Linked DNA regions of Sus scrofa: region 2 is linked to region 1. The links are chromatin contacts, called in public promoter capture Hi-C maps. All regions are on one chromosome and are shown on one strand. Each heading gives the region's core, a stretch centred on a gene start, on an enhancer-like site or on the middle of the called end of the contact. The rest is flanking DNA. Distances are from core to core; before and after follow the strand shown. Region 1 has its middle 32 kb from the start of FBXW2. Region 2 holds the start of TRAF1 (TNF receptor-associated factor 1).

What was found. Promoter capture Hi-C pulls out the DNA fragments that hold promoters and counts their contacts.
Region 2: a contact with region 1 is called in a promoter capture Hi-C map of liver, with 6 times the contacts expected there. The contact joins the promoter of TRAF1 here to the enhancer-like site in region 1. A contact is called at or near these places in 2 of 5 promoter capture datasets (fetal liver and liver), 14 of 47 Hi-C or Micro-C datasets (alveolar macrophages, blood, embryonic fibroblasts and 7 more) and 2 of 2 datasets of contacts at active chromatin or transcription factors (alveolar macrophages and skeletal muscle).

Annotation. Positions count from the first base shown.
Region 1 is chr1:260,805,994-260,810,350 of Sscrofa11.1, reverse strand. No RefSeq gene overlaps it. Among named protein-coding and RNA genes, the nearest start is that of FBXW2, 32 kb to the left of the region's middle. Within about 2 kb of position 3,015, at least 4 of the 83 cell types and tissues checked have an H3K27ac peak or open chromatin away from gene starts, as enhancers often do. A contact at or near this core is called in fetal liver, liver and omental adipose tissue, where this site is marked.
Region 2 is chr1:260,972,151-260,976,541 of Sscrofa11.1, reverse strand. TRAF1 (TNF receptor-associated factor 1) reads left to right here and starts at 2,564. Exons shown (of 9, transcript XM_021068189.1): 1 at 2,564-2,644.

The DNA of each region.
Region 1 (4,357 bases), core at 1,766-4,265:
GGGGCCCTTCAGTCTCCTCTCATGGTGTTGGAGGCTGTCTGCCCTCACACTGACTTCTGCTTCCTTCTTTTGTGAACATTCTCATATCTGAAAAATTCTTCAGTCATGAGCAGATAAACTCCCTCCTTTATGAGCATTGGATGTCTTTTTTTTCTTTTTTTGTCTTTTTGCCTTTTCTAGGGCTGCTCCTACGGCATATGGAGGTTTCTTGAGTGAGCCTGCTGTGGTAGAAGGGGGCTGATCTCCTCTCGGGTTCAAATGGGGAAGCATCACATCTTCAGGCTCCAGTGGGAGGATGGGGTCCATCAGAGCTGAGTTGAGTGTGAGATTCTAGCAGATTCTGTTCCCATTCCAAAAGAAGGGAGATTCCTCCAGCCAGCCCCATCATTTGAAGTAATAAGTGTTGTCTAAACCAGTTCTATCTAATCTGACCTCTTAGACCTATCAGAGAAGTCGGAAGACTTCTTCCAGGAGAGGGTCTAGACTTCGAAGGAGTTCCACAGGAAGGGACAGCTTTTAAATGGAAGGTGGAGAATATTGCTATTAAATTTTAAGGTGTACACTTCATTTTTCATAGTTTAAAATGAATCTGTTCTGGCCATTGAAAATGTGTAGAAAATGTGAGTGAGGATTATATACTCATTCTAGTATCTGCTCTGAGGAGAATGATTACTGCTCTGCCTTTGTAAAACATTTTAGGGAGAAAAGAAATACTTAGGAAACAGTATTATGTTATTAGACATGAAGAAATTGTTTCTGTTAGGTGAAACGTTTTGACCAAACAGAAGCAGCTAAGGAGAGTGGAGCCTGGCTTCACATGTTGCTTTGGCCAACTCACCAGCTCCTTAAGCCCTGATTGTTGCCCTGGCTTCTTGGGAGCCTAGAGGTGAATCTTCCTACCATCACCTTCCAGCTCTCCATGCCTCCTTGTCTGGGCCCTTGTCGGGCCTTGTTGTCTGAGCCACTTGCCGTGCTCTGTGGGGAAGTGTGCAGTCAGATTGCTACCCTAGGATGCAGCCGGGGCCAGGGCACACTCACCTGTGCCTTTAGGGCCATAGAGTTGTCAGGATGGGGAAGAGGCCCCTGAGGACTGTCCCCTTGACACAGCCTTCCTACCTGGTTATGCTGGTGCTTGCCGAGATATTTAAGACAACCAAGACACTCTTGAGAATTCTACAGTCCCCAGATAGAGTGTCTGAAGGAGGGAACAGGTTAGCATCCTCGACAGAAATGCCTGCCAGCCATCATTTGGCAGTGTCCTGATCCAAGGCTCCCTGTGCCTATTCTAGGAAAGTGAATTTTTTTCAGGATAAACCCTCAAATGTATTACTAGATCGTCTTTGTACCATTCCCGTCAGCCTAGTAAGGCTGAATGATCATGCTCAAGGCAAAAAGGTCCTTTGCTGTCAAAGTTGTTTCAGTGTGTTTCCAGTCTTCTCCAGAATGGCTTAGTTGCTTAAAACTAGTACTTCAGTCTTGACCAGTGTGATAACAAAACCTCCTTTATTGCAGCTTAAATAATTCACAGCTACTTCCACTCTTCATGAACATGCTCAAATAAAAATGTGTTTTCTTGTATTTAAACCTGGAAAATTACGAATTCAGATGACAAAAGCTCATCATTGGTGTCTGTATACTCAAATGGTGAACAGCCATATTTCACTAATTTCGACTTAGTACACTCTTGATGAGAAGGCTCAGGTTGAAAAAGGCTGGACTCACCAATCCTACATCTACAGCGATGTGTAACTCACGTTTCACTCATTTGATGTATGTTGTGATCCGGGGGGGAATGACGTGACGTTTATGTTTGAACTGTCTCTGTGGGGTGGGTGGGCAGGGGAAAAGGGCTTGCTTACGCACATAGTGGAGTGATTGTGGAACAAGATGTCTCTCTAAGATGAGAGGTTATTTTCATGCATCAGAGAAGCATTCTTCTACCCGTGAGTGATTGTGCTAATATAAATCATTATACCTTTACTTTAAAGCAAGTTCCCTCAATTAGGCAACGTTTGGTTAGCCACGCCCAAGTTCTGTTTGTACTTGAAAGAAATAAAGCTGCATTTCCTTAAAAATTACATTCTGTAGTTAAGACTATTTTCTTGCTTTCTCCCCCCAGCCAATCCCGAGGGAACCTGTCAAAAGCAAGCGTGTTTTAGAAGGCGTTTTTAGAAATGGACCTGCCCCTCAAGTGATCTAAGCTGTCCCTGTTCTTTTACATCTTTCTTCATGTTCTAGAATGTAGCTCAACAATATAGTGATTTCTGAATGAGATCCAAGAAGGGGAACAAGGATTTTGGTGCTCTTCATGAATAGATGCAAGTGGGAAAAGTAGCATTAGGCAGGGTCAAGACCTTGGAGTCAGCTTCCTCTCTTTTGCCCTCTGTTCAGCACATCCCCAAGTTGGTCCATTCTTTCTTCTTAATTTACATTTATAAGACTCCTTGTCATTTGACATGGTCCTGTGCCTTTGATCCCAGGTAGCACCATCATAGAACAGACTGTCCTTCCTGTTTTACAGATGAGAACTGAGGCTTGGAAGAGCGGCTCATTGCTTAGAGGAGTAGTATGTGGTGAGGATGAGGTTGGGGCCAGGACATTTAGCCTCCACAGACCTGGGTTTTTTTTCTGTCTTGTTTCCTTTCCCATTCTCTGCCTACTTTGGTCCCTTCGATCCGGACCTGGACCTCTGTCCTCCCCCTTCACCACTCATGTGTGCCTTTTGAGCCATCATGGACTCTGCTTCCAGGGTGTCTCCTCAAGTTTTTTGAGCACATGGCTCCTCTGTTCAGCCACCTTAATGACTCCTTAGATTTATTATCAACAGAGGGAGTCTAGATTTATTAACGTAATTGAGTCCTAACTCATCTCTTCAAATAATACATGGTCTTTCTTTTCCTGCTTTTGTACCTTGGGTCCTCCCTGTTCTTTCTACCTGTCCTTGGGCCAGCTGTAGGACCCCACTGACCTCCCACTGTCTTTAAAGCCTCTGCTAACCACCATCCCCCACTCAGGCAGACTCAGTGTTTTGTTCCAGGATAGGTAGTTGTGCAATTCATTTGGCGATTCATCATGTAGTACCTTTTGCAGTTGGCAAACAATTAACTTTTACCCTTAATCTCTACATTTTTCAGAATTTAGTAGGTGAATCCATTGTATTTCCAGCAGCATTTTAGAATTGGGTTCTTAAACGATGCTCAATAAATTCTTGATATTTTAATAAGTTCCATGGATTATCTTAGGGGCTACATGTTATGGAGGAAAAATAACTTGAGAATATCAGAGCTTTAAGAAAAATGAAAGATCAATTACACACAGCTCTTCTCTTAGACTTCCCTGTTCTGCCGTATTCTGTAAACATTCTGAGTACACTTGCACAGAATGTTTGATGATCATTCTGATTAGACATGAGTTGTCCTTGCCAGTGGGGTGTTTCTGTCCTTTGCATTTTAACCGCATGTTCTGTTCTCTTTGTGGCAGAGATAATCTGACAATAACACAAACCTATGGAGAAAATTACCCAGACGCCTTTATTATAATGACTTTTAGTATTCTCTTCTACTCCTTATGCATGTGTATGTGTAGGTTTATGTGATTACAAATCATTGTTTTGTATTATGCTGTCAGCAATGTGCTCTAAATCTTGGCAATTACTGTAATACTTTGTAACATTTCTTTATTGCATATAATTTGCTAATCATTCTTGTTTTGGTGGATAATTAAGTAGTTTCCAGTTTTGCTTTTTGGATAATTCCACAGAGAACTTCTTTGCACATTATTTTCTTAGAACAAGTTCCCAGTAGATGACTTACTGGTGAAAACAGAAGAAATTTTTTCTTAGTTTTTTGTTGTTGTTATAGACACAGAAGAGAGCATAAAACACACAAAGGTTATTGAGTAGTTGTAGAGTGAATACCTGTCCAACCACTATCCAAGTCAAGAAAGAACAGTTCTGGCCCCCTAGAAACCTCCATTCCAGGAAGGAACACTTCATGGCCTTTGCTTCAGATTTATCATGTGGCTTTCCAAATAGGTTAAAGGGATTTATGTTGTCACCTTGCTGGATTGAGTCTGTGTTCAACACAACGTCATCAGTGTTCAGTAGTTATTTTAAATGTTGGTCCATTAAGTAGGTATAAAGAAGATATCCCAGGAGTTCCTGTTGTGGCTCAGCAGAAATGAATCCAACTAGTATCCATGACGATGCAGGTTCGGTCACCGGCCTCACTCAGTGGGCTGGGGATCCAGTGTTGCTGTGAGCTGTAGTGTAGGCCAGCAGCTGCACTGCGCTCTGATCTGACCCCTAGCCTGGGAAATTCCATGTGTCATGCGTGCGGCACTAAAAAAAAAAAAAAAA
Region 2 (4,391 bases), core at 1,315-3,814, 170 kb before region 1:
TTAAACCGTGTCCCTAGAGCCTAGAGGTCAAGATAGAGGTAGGAGAGAGGTCAGCACACAGGCTAATACAAATTTTGAAAAACCCAATGCGTCTATTGATTTTTTAAGGCCACACACAGACGCACACAAAAATCCCCTACAAAACTATGAACTATTATTTCTTGAATTATCACTTAAGCGTTCATTTATTTATCTGCCCCCAAAACTGCTTTAACAGCAGAGAGAAGAAAAAAGAACACAATCTCATGATTCCTAGTCCAGTGCTCCTTCCAAAATATAAATATATCCTCCAAAATACCACTACAGATTTCAGATGGGAGCAGAAGGAAGGAGGACATAATTTCTTTCATCCCAGTACTAAATCCCAAGTCAGGGCCTTGTTAGTTTTCTCCATTTTTTGATTCTGTATCTTAGAAGGGATTAAAAAAAAAAATCTCTCCTTGGACTTCCCGCTGTGGCCCAGTGGGTTAGGAATCTGACTTCAGTGGCTCAGGTCACTGCAGAGGTGCCCAGCCCAGCCCAGCCCAGCATAGTGGGTTAAAGGAGCCAGTGTTACCACAGCTGCGGCTCCGATTCTATCCCTAGCCCCAGGAACTTCCACTTGCCACCAGTGCAGCCATTTAAAAAAAAAAAAATCTCTCCTTTAGGAAGCAGGGCAGGCCAGGAGGTGGTCAGACACTTAAGGGGCTTGTCACATGTGCTCTACCATCTTCAGAGCAGAACAGCTTATAAAACTTTAATTCTCTAGAGTCTTCATAGCCATTCAGTCCTTAGCTCCTTCCAGGAACCACAAACTCAAGAGGCATAAGGCTAACAGGCAACATCAATGTCAAGAGCCTGACAGCTGAAGGACTGGGGCAAAAGTAGAGAATGAAACCCTTTTGGTGCCTCTTAGAACAGCTAGTTCCCCAGAGCAGATACGGATCTGAGAGGGACGGCTCAGGCTCAAACATCCCCTACTTCCCTGTGTGTGCTTTCTTGTTCCTCAATCATGGTTCTTCAGGTTCATACCACAAGATCTTAGGCCTCAGCCAAATGGACTAATTTTCTTCTTAAACTTATTTTTGGAAAAAAAAATTTTTTTCTACTGGGTAGAGATGAGTGTCCCCAAAGAGTTTCGATTCCTTTCTGAGTCAGGTTCAGACTCATTGGGCTCAGCTTTCATTTTCTGCAGCCTTGTCACTCCCTGAGTGCTCAGAGGTCCCCTGGTGATGCCCCCTCTATTTCAAGAGCCCCCCAAAATAAGCCCAGTGACTACAGATAAGTTTTTGGTACTTTCCAAAATTAAACTATTTCCTTTGGTAAATTTCCACCAAGTGAGCTCATTAATCTGAAAACAGGATGTGGCACATGAAGAGAGTTAAGGTCAGGTTGCCTGTTCACTTAACACTGGCTTGGAGAGGAGAGGAAGGGGTGTGTGGGAGAGAGGTGGGACCAGAGAATGGCTTTTAGAGGTCCCAAATCCTTCAAGGATTGGACTGAGAATCAATGACTTTTTAATCAGAGACTCGAAGCTCTAAATTCTTTCCTCTTAGAATTGAAGGTGACCACAGAGGCCACCTCTGGTCAATGTCTCACGTGACTGCTTCTCTTGGAGGCCCCTGGGACCCACTGCTTGACTGCAGGCAGGTGGCTCCAGGTACCACCAGAGGCCCTCCTTTCTCCAGCAGAACTCCGTCCTGTAGCATCACCTTCTCATTCAGAAGCTGGGCGTTCTGCCCTGGGTAGGTGTAAGACTTAAATACATCCCAGGTTAAAAACAAACAAAACCAAAGGAGAAAAAAACACTTTTTCCAACTCAAGTTGGATGTCAAGACTAAAACAAAACAAAACAAAATAAAACCCCTCATACATAAAGAATGTAATGGGTGCCTCTAATAACTAAAACAAAACAAAATCATTCCTTCCTCACCCAACACTCCTGCAGATATTAGGCTTTGATGGAGAAAAGGCCTTTGTCAGATTCGCAAAAATAAAGGTTGTTTGTATCTTTTAAACAAAAATGCTACCCCAACACTAAGTTCTGTAACTATTTTGGTTGATATACACAAAATTCATAGGGAATAAGCGGCTCTGTGTGTGTTTAAACAAAAACCAGAAATGGCTCCTGAAAACATCCAGTTTTGCATAAGCTCTGTGCCTTCGGAATTGCCTTGCACATCTCCTTGCTGATTGCTCCAAAGAGCTTGAACGAGCCCGTGTAGGATCTTTGCCCGAATCCAAGAGGGCTGAGACTCGGGTTTTGCTACTGCTCCGCCCACCATACGCGGGATTGCAGGCAGGCAGAGGTCAGGGGTGGGGGCTCAAGTCCCAGGTCTGAATTCGTTTATTCTGCGAACACTTTACCGAATCCCACACATGTGCTAGAAACACGCGCGGGGAGGAGGGGAACGGAAAAATGCCTTTTCAGTGGAAAACCAAAGCCTGCGACGCCGCGGAGCCGGGCCTCAGTTTCCCGATCTGGGTGCGCTCGCCCCGCCCCCAGGGCGGCCTCGGGAGGCGGCTCAGGCTATAGGAACCCGCCCGGGGCCTGCCCTCCCCTGCTTCCGCCGCCGGGCCAAGTACCCTCTCCACCGGAAGCTCCCGCCGGCCGCGGGGAGCTGGTGGCGGCGGCGGCGGCGGCGGCGGCGGCGGCAGCGCAGAGGTTGGTTGCACTGCACCCCGCCCCTCACCCGCCCTCACCCGCCCGCGGACTGCGGAGGGCTCCGCCCCCCGCCCCCGCGCTCCCCGCCGCCGGCAGCCGGGTTCCAGGTCGCTGGGGCGGGGGCTCCCCAAATGCAGACCTCCCCGCGCGACGCCGGGACACCGACTCGCTGCCCCCGCCCTTCTTGCAGGTTCCTGGGGCAGCGCTGGAGTCTCTCATCCTTGAATAGACACGGGCTGCTCTGCTCCCCGCGCTCGGCACGCTTCTTGAGATGTGGCGAGACGACTGTCACCTGCCCTCCGGAGAGCGCACAAACGGGGCTGGGCAACACGGACAGGCCGCCCGGCATTACCACGCCGGGCGGCGGGGGAATGTGCTCCAGCTGCCTTCGGACGCAGTGGGATCAAAAAGCCGGGAGACCAACCCTACCTGGGACGGCCCAAGGGGACTCTCGGGAAGATGGGGTGGATGGAGTTCAGAGTAGTAAAGGGTCAAGGCGACTAGGAGGAGCAGCGGGAGAAATAGGGGCAGGGAGCACGGAAGGGTGCAGAAAGCCACAGAAAAGTAGAGAAATGGAAAGGTGCCAGGTGGCGCATCAGGTGCAGGCCACAGGGCTGGTTGACTAGAACCTGGGACAAACCCTGGGCATTTGGCAGCCTTCACATTGAGAAACTTGGGGAGATGATTCTGTGGAGATTGGAGTGAGGACGCAGAGCGCCTTTTAGACAGTATTTTCTAGAAGTTTTGTTAAAGGGAGGAGAGTGTGAGGATGCTGGAGAGGAATGTGGAGTGAGAGTGAAGAGGGTTTTAAAGCTGATATGTGGTTAGAACGTAGGCTCAGGATTCCAGAGTCCTATCTTTGAGCCCTTGGGCAAGCCACTGACCCTCTTTGCGCCTCAGTTCCCTTGTCTGTAAATTGGGGGTGAAGATGACAATGCCTGCCTCACAGGGTTCAGGTGAAGACTAGATGAGATGGTGTCTGTAATAGCACTTAACACAGTGCTGAGAAGTACCTATTACTTTTCACTTTTAATTATTAGAGCAGCTTAGGCATATTCTGATGCTGATAGGAAGGAGCTGGGAGGCATTGAAGACAGAGAGCAGAGAAAAGGGAGCAGAAAGGAAGGGACCCAGAACTTGGATGGAGAGATAAGTGCCTTTCAGTGCCAAACCAAGGAAAAGAGGGAACAGGTGGGGATGCAGGGAAGTTTGCAGATTTGGGGGATGCAGTTAAGGGAGTGGCTTTCTGCTCTTCTTTTCTCTGAAGTAAGCCTCAAAGTCATCTCCTGAGACAGAGCCAGACCAGGGCTGGCCCAGGAGAGGGCGGAGGTCCAGATTTCCACTGCAGTGGTAGGGTAGGTGCTGTGCCGTCTTTGCCAGCATCCCCTGCCTTCTCCAGGGAAGGTGAGCAGTTGAGTTTATGGGGGTCTGACCTGCCTTGCCCACTTGCGAGGCTCAACTAAAGTTGATGAATGTGAAAACACTGTATAAGCATAAGTTACCATTTTGGAGTTCCTGTCGTGGCGCAGTGGTTAACGAATCCGACTAGGAACCATGAGGTTGCGGGTTCGGTCCCTGCCCTTGCTCAGTGGGTTAACGATCCGGCGTTGCCGTGAGCTGTGGTGTAGGTTGCAGACACAGCTCGGATCCTGTGTTTCTCTGGCTCTGGCGTAGGCTGGCAGCTGCAGCTCCGATTAGACCCCTAGCCTGGGAACCTCCATGTGCCGCAGGAGCGGCCCAAGAAATG